Linked DNA regions of Ovis aries: region 2 is linked to region 1. The links are chromatin contacts, called in public Hi-C maps. All regions are on one chromosome and are shown on one strand. The core of a region is the stretch at or near the end of the contact, and the rest is flanking DNA. Distances in the headings are between cores, read along the strand shown.

The links. Hi-C and Micro-C count contacts between places; a contact is called where the count stands out from the background.
Region 2: a Hi-C map of retroperitoneal adipose tissue shows a contact between it and region 1, with 1.7 times the contacts expected there. The contact joins the promoter of GPX7 here to the enhancer-like site in region 1. A contact is called at or near these places in 3 of 16 Hi-C or Micro-C datasets (mixed tissues, muscle and retroperitoneal adipose tissue).

Annotation. Positions count from the first base shown.
Region 1 is chr1:26,950,402-26,954,259 of ARS-UI_Ramb_v3.0, reverse strand. All of the region lies in intron 1 of TUT4 (terminal uridylyl transferase 4), which reads left to right. Among named protein-coding and RNA genes, the nearest start is that of TUT4, 14 kb to the left of the region's middle. Within about 2 kb of position 2,034, at least 3 of the 54 cell types and tissues checked have an H3K27ac peak or open chromatin away from gene starts, as enhancers often do.
Region 2 is chr1:27,024,286-27,028,007 of ARS-UI_Ramb_v3.0, reverse strand. It overlaps GPX7 (glutathione peroxidase 7), which reads right to left and starts at 1,742. Exons shown (of 3, transcript XM_027970265.2): 1 at 1,571-1,742. The coding sequence starts at 1,705.

The sequences.
Region 1 (3,858 bases), core at 785-3,284:
CATGTTCATATTTGTTTATCTGAGCAGGTGCCAGGCCCAGCTACATAATGTGCAGGACATATTGAGAAATAAAAATGCAAAGTCCCTAGTTCAGAAGGCAGGAAAAAGTGCTGTTAAAGTTACTAAAACAAAAAGTTTTTTTCTTTCTTCTTTGATCTTTCTCTTAGCTTGTCGTGTTTGTTTACTTTTTAATGTCATTCCAGATAAAGAACAATTGAAATTGTTGAATTATTAATATTAAGCATGAACTTTACTGTTCATCTTTATATTGTACAATGTCAGTTTTAAATGCAAATATATGATTATTTAACTCTTATGTGAAATTGATGCTCTTTCATAGCTTCAGTTCAGTTCAGTCGCTCAGTCGTGTCCGACTCTTTGCGACCCCGTGAATTGCACCACACCAGGCCTCCCTGTCCATCGCCAACTCCTGGAGTTCACTCAGATTCACGTCCATTGAGTCAGTGATGCCATCCGGCCATCTCATCCTCTGTCGTCCCCTTCATAGCTTATACATGTATATTTCATTCTTACCAGAACAGGGAAAACACTGTGTAAAAACTTACTCAGCTGTTTTTATTTAGGTCTTGCACATTTTACCAACAGTCTCTACCTTTGATTTGGCAGAACTGAAAGGTAAAGGACCTGTGGCTGCTTCTTCTGTCTTTCCCATTCCTTCTGTTGTCACTTTTATCGTAAGTGGTTAGTTAATACAGGGAAGTAACATGAGTAAGAAAAGATGTGGTAGACTTTTTGGTAATTCATGTTTCTTAGAATCGATTGCCTTTCCTCTGGGAAGAAAGTTATATTTTAATAGAAAATGTGACTTTTCTTGGGGTATTAGTACCCTTGCTTATCTAGTTGTAGACAACATGCTTACTTTATATCCCTTTGAGTTTTACTAAACTCCCACACATCATGGATCCACTGAATGTTCACAGGGCATCACCAAAGCTATAAGAATAAAGTAGAAAGGAATGGCAGATAGACATTTTGCATGTATCTCTTCTGCTCCTTTGCCTGTTCCTTTGTCCCGTTAGACTTCACTACAAAACACAAATTCAAAGATAAAGTTATTAAGAATATCAAGTTGATGACAGGAGAGCTTTAAATCAAGCATAGTGTCTTTCTGAGTATGGAGCCCTGTATAACTGCACAGATCACATGACCATGAAATTAGTCTACTCTCACATCCATACATGACCACAGGAAAACCATAGCCTTGACGAGACGGACCTTAGTCGGCAAAGTAATGTCTCTGCTTTTGAATTTACTGTCTAGGTTGGTCATAACTTTTCTTCCAAGGAGTAAGCGTCTTTTAATTTCATGGCTGCAGTCACCATCTGCAGTGATTTTGGAGCCCAAAAAAATAAAGTCTGACACTGTTTCCACTGTTTCCCCATCTATTTGGAGAAGACTCTTTGAGAGTCCCTTGGACTGCAAGGAGATCCAACCAGTCCATTCTGAAGGAGATCAACCCTAGGATTTCTTTGGAAGGAATGATGCTAAAGCTGAAACTCCAGTACTTTGGCCACCTCATGAGAAGAGTTGACTCAGTGGAAAAGACTCCGATGCTGGGAGGGATTGGGGGCAGGAGGAGAAGGGGACGACCGAGGATGAGATGGCTGGATGGCATCACCGACTCGATGGACGACTCGGTGGACGTGAGTCTGAGTGAACTCCGGGAGTTGGTGATGGACAGGGAGGCCTGGCGTGCTGCGATTCATGGGGTTGCAAAGAGTCAGACACGACTGAGCGACTGAACTGAACTGAACTGAAAAGGACTGGAGGAAAATAGTAACATACGTGGAGACAAAGAGACTGGCTTATTTCACCTTGTACTAATGTGATAAGCCCTGTTGCTACTAGTTTATTTTGAGGTATTCTGAGGATTGTGTTCCTTATTGCCTTGAAATTAGGTGTAGCCATGTGGCTTTTTTTTTTTTTGCAAATGAAATGTGAACAAAGGCATTCTCCCTCTGCTTTGCTAATATGGGAGGTAAGATAAGATTAAAGCAGCTTGGCAGGCTGAACCAGTGCATGAAGGACAGCTGCCTTAGAGAGTTACCTTAATCCCAAAAGGATTTTGCATGAGTTAAATCAATTTATGTTATGATAAGCATTAGTTGTAGGAGTTCTTATCACAGCATAACCTGCCCATTCCAAACGGTATGGATGTGAAATTTCAAAATGAGTGTGGTGTTAGAAGCACAAGCATTGGAGGGCCAGCAAAACAGTTTTTGGACCTATGGGACAAGCTAAGTCTTCTCAGCAAACAACACTTACAAAGTGTTAGCTACATTATTATACATGAATACCCAGGAGCTGCTTGATACTGGAGGAATGAGGAACTTTCTGGTGTATCTAGCATCACAGAACTCTTCCTATAGAGCTCATTCTTGATTATTTGTTTATAAGGAAGAAGAGGAAAAGCTGGTTTGGATAATTAGGGAATCCAGATGATCTCCATATCTCAGGGGGAAAAACTCAAAAAACAATTGGTGACCTCAGGCTATTTTAATCAACAAATTGCTAGTGAAAAGAAAGTGACCTCAGCTGCTTTGACCAGTAGCCAAAAAAGCTTTCCTAGATGAACATAGAAGGAAAAGACTTGAGTAATCTAGAAAACTAAGCTAATGGGGATTTAGATGAGGATTTAGGTAATTTAGTTTAGAAATCCCATTTATTTACAAAACTGAATTTTCGAGAAGGGGGTGTGGTTCTACATACCTTTGATCATAAAATCTCTGTCAGTTGATTTACCCATATAAAAAGTTATGCTTTTTTAACCTTTAGCTATTTTAGAGTTGATTAATGTTTAAAAATTGAGCTTTGTGATACTTTATATAAGCTTAGTACACATTGTTTTGACTTTTTGAGTTAAATTTTTTTTTTATTGTGGTAGCTTTACCACCGGAGAAGGCAATGGCACCCCACTCCAGTACTCTTGCCTGGGAAATCCCATGGGTGGAGGAGCCTGGTAGGCTGCAGTCCATGGGATTGCTAAGAGTCAGACACGACTGAGCAACTTCACTTTCACTTTTCACTTTCATGCATTGGAGAAGGAAGTGGCACCCCATTCCAGTGTTCTTACCTGGAGAATCCCAGGGACAGAGGAGCCTGGTGGGCTTCCGTCTATGGGGTCGCACAGAGTCGGACACGACTGACGCGACGCAGCAGCAGCAGCAGCAGCAGCTTTACCACTTTCAAAGTGAAAGTGGCTCAATTGTGTTCGAATCTTTGTGACCCCATGGACTATACAGTCGAAATTCTCCAGGCCAGAATACTGGAGTGGTTAGCCTTTCCCTTCTCCAGGGGATCTTCCCAACCCAGGAATCGAAACGGGGTCTTCTGCATTGCAGGCGGATTCTTTACCAACTGAGCTATCAGGGAAGCCATAACGTGGTAAAGGATACATAACATTAAGTTTACTGTTTAACCTTTTTAAGTGTACAACTCAATGACATTAGTACATTCACGATGTTGTATAACCATCACCACTATTTATTTCCAGAGTTGTTTTTTTTAGTCATCCCAAACAGAGACTCTGTCCATTAAACAATGACTCCCTGTTTCCCACACCCCCAGCCCCTGATAACTTCTGTTCTGCTTTCTGTTCCTATGAACTTACTAATTCTCAATCTTATACAATTGGAATCATGCAGTGTCTGTCCTTTTGTAAGTAACTTACTTAGCGTGATGTCCTCGAGGTTCATCCATGTTGTAGCATGTGTCAGAATTTCTTTCCTTTAAATGGCTGAGAAATATTCCATTGTATGTATATATCACATTTTGTTTATCCATTCTTCTGTTAATAGGTGCTTGGTTGCTTCTACCTTTTGGCTGTTGTGAATAATA
Region 2 (3,722 bases), core at 493-2,992, 74 kb before region 1:
TGCGAGTCATTTGAACCTCACAGTACCTTGGGGAGGGGGGGGACCCTGGACAAGGGCTACTATCCACAGGACTCCCAGCATAATTGAGAATTTCAAGGGGTAGAGAGTACTTTCTTCACTGAAGATGGTCTTGCTCCTGGAAGATTGCTAACAGCCGTTTTCTTGTGTGGTTCATCCAAACCTGGAGGCTGGGCCTACCGATCCATTAGAGACAACTCCTTATCCTTTCCAGGTCTACCTTGAGAAATGAACATGGAAGGCTCTTTGTTTCACACAGTGAAACATTTAGGTCCCTGAATAAAGTGTTTAAGGCCCCTTTTGATCACTCCCTACCCTCTTCAGCCTCATCTTTCAGCGTCATGCTTTATACTCCTTCAAGCAGAATGAGGACTTCACTCCCTTGAGGACTTCATTACCCCTCGTCACCCTTCTTGCTGTTTATTTCTGAGCCTTGCTTCCCTGGTGGCTGAGACCTGGGTTCAACCTCTGGGTTGGGACAATCCCCTGGAATAGGGAAGGACTACCCACTCCAGTATTCTTGCCGAGAGAATTCCATGGGCAAAGGAACCTGGCAGGCTACAGTCCATGGGCTGGCAAAGAGACGGGCTGAGGGACTCCCACTTGGCACTGGCAGTTCTCTTTGCCTGAAATACTCTTCTCGGTTTTGCTAAAACTCTCTCTTGTTTCAAAGACTCACCCAGGCACACTTCCTCTCTCAAGTCCTCTCTGTAAGGAGGTAGCAGTTTTACTGGATGACTTCCATCTCAATCTGAGCTGCCATCTTAAAAGTTTGCCTAGAGGAGACCACGGATGGATGGGCGGTTCTCCTCCAGGCTCCCTGCTTTCTAGCGCTGTGTGACCCTCCATCTCTGGGTCTTAGTGTACTCTCTAAAACTGGGCTCCCCAAGTCTAAACTCTGCACTGTCCTCTGGGCTCTATTTCCTGATGACCTGAGGTGGAGCTGATATAATAACAGAAATAAAGTTCACAATAAATGTAACGCATTTGAGTCATCCTGAAACCACCCCACCCTCCCCACCCTCTGAAAAAATTGTCATTAATGAAACCAGTCCCTGGTGCTAAAAAGGTTGGGGACCGCTATTCCAAAAGACGATGTAAGGCCCCGGTGCATCTGAAGTGACTACTTCCTCTGCACCAAGCTTTCATTTCCACAGTGTTCTCACTGCACTTAATATCGCCAACTGCCTCTGTTCCGGTCGCGGAAACTGGGGATGGGAGAGACAAAGGCTGCTACTGTTAATTTTTAAACCGGTGCGTGACAGGCTGCGCCCCGCTGCCCAAAAGCGCTGGGAGGGAAATCGGCGCGAGCAGCGAGAGTTTCGGGTTTCACCGCGCACGCCGGGCCGTGCCACGTAGTCATGGGACAGACCCTGCCGAGGATCTGGGGGCGCCACGCCCGGGGGGGATGCCTGGGTGGGGGCGGGGAGCCAGGGCTGGGTGACCGAACGCCCCGAGTCCCACGGAGCCCCACCCGGCAGGGTCCTGGGCGCTCGGCTCCCCGGCCAGGGTCCGGCGGGGCGGCGCCGAGGCCCGGCGGGCGGACACTCACCGAGCCTCGGTACTTCTCCAGCGACACCAACTTGCCCCGGATGTTGACGGCCTTGAAGTCGTAGAAGTCCTGCTCCCGCGGCGCGCAGGCCGCCGCAGCCAAGAGCAGCCACGCCGCCGCCCGTGCCGCCACCATGACTGGCTCCGCAGCAGGCGGCGTGGCGAGGGCAGAGGCAGGGCAGGGGGCACAGGCGCAGCGGGGGCGGGAGGCAGGAGGGGGGCGGCCCCGGCGCCACGCGGCCCTCCAGCGAGGACGCGCCCCCTTCTTCCCCGCGGGCGGCGGAGCGCCGGGCTCTGGGCCTCGGTCTCCCCATCTGTACTGCAGGAGTGATGGGCTCCGCGCCCCTTCCCCGACCCCAGAGCCGTGGTTTCAGGATTCTGATCACCGAGATCCGAATTCGTTTCAGTGAGGTTTCCTCTTGTTCCAGGATGCATGGAGAGGGAGTGGGGAAACTGCAGCTGGGAGCTCCCCTTCTGATCAGTGCCCTTTGGCTGGTCGCTTCACCTTTCTGGGCCCCAGTTTCTCATCCGTTCCCGTCCTCACGCACCTAGACAGGACCGAATGATAGCAATAGAAAAATGGATGCGAAACGTTTTGAATGGTGCCTGTGAACTTTGGGTGAATGAATGAATATTCCCTAAAAGTGATGGGACCGAGAAGACAAGCTGCTGCTGCTGCTAAATCGCTTCCGTGTGTCAGACTCTAGATGGCAGCCCACCAGGCCTGCCCACCAGGCCTACCCGCCTGGGATTCTCCAGGCAAGAACACTGGAGTGGGTTGCCATTTCCTTCTCCAATGCATGAAAGTGAAAGGTGAAAGGGAAGTCGCTCAGTCGTGTCCGACTCTCAGCGACCCCATGGACTGCAGCCTACCAGGCTCCTCTGCCCATGGGATTTTCCAGGCAAGAGTACTGGAGTGGGGTGCCATTGCCTTCTCTGAAAGAAGACAAGACAGAGGGCAAATTTCAGATTCGCCCTCTGGGAAGCAGATTCCAAGATGGAGATTTGCAGTACAGGGTGTTTGCGGGGGAGTACCCCTGGGATGAACACCTGTGGAGGGAGGGGAAGAAGCAGAGTAGGCAGAAGCCCAGAGCGCCATGCAAGCTCAAGGACAGCCGTGGCTGACCCCGCAGGGGCTCTGGAGCTAAAATGGCCGGCCAGAGTTGTCCCCAGGTGAGCTAAGATGACCAGACCAGGCCTTTATATCCCTGCCTTCATCTCTCATGGCGTGTGGGACCATCTGGGAAGAGGTCTGACAGGAGCCAAGGTGTCTGTGGTGCATGGCTGACAGTTAAAGGCCCTTCACTGACAGTATTCCCAACAGCTGGTGTTCCAAATCTTCCCTGCTGGGGCTTCTGGGAAACATGTCACAGTGTCTCCCAAACTTGGAATACCCTTATGGCACCCCACTAAGTGCCAAGCATGGTCCTGGATGCTGACACTCTCCAGAGGCTCACAAGCTGGTGTGAGAAAACTAGAGCTTTCATGTAATGCGGTATGGACTAAGCACTTCTGCCGTCATTCAGCAAATGCTTCTTCCGGTTCTATACCGGGTCCTGCTCTAGGTGCTCTAGGTGCCTCTCATACAAAGGATAAGAAGAAAAGACAGAGAGGCAGGTAGGTGTGAGGTCACACAGTCCCGACAGGCCACAGTGAAAATTATGACCCTTAAGCCAAGAAATAAAGCTGCTTTTTCTCAGGCCCCGTGGGTTTTGGTATTTTTTATTCCCTGACCAGGGACTGAACCCGGGAGCTCAGCAGTGAAAGCCGAAGAGCCCAAACCACTGATCCTCTAGGGAATTCCCCGAAGCTTCTTCCCTTTTTTTTTTTTTTTTTTTTTAAGCAGGGGAGAGACGGTGAGTCCTATGTTGCAGAAAGAGTCCTCTGGATAGAAAGGGGCAAGAGCAGATGTGCTCCACACGCTGCAGTAGAGGAAATTCTGGGGTTTTGAGACCATCGCTAACCTAGCCACTAGGGAAAGCCTCCTGCAGGTGGTTAACACCAAGATCATGTCTTCAGAGAGGAATGGGAATTCTCCAGCTTGGGAAGGAGGAGGGGAAAGATGTCAACCGAGGTAACTGTCTATGGAGACACAACCCAGAAGAAGTACTTGGCTGTTAGGTGAGAAGGGGTAAGCGATAGATGAGGCTGGA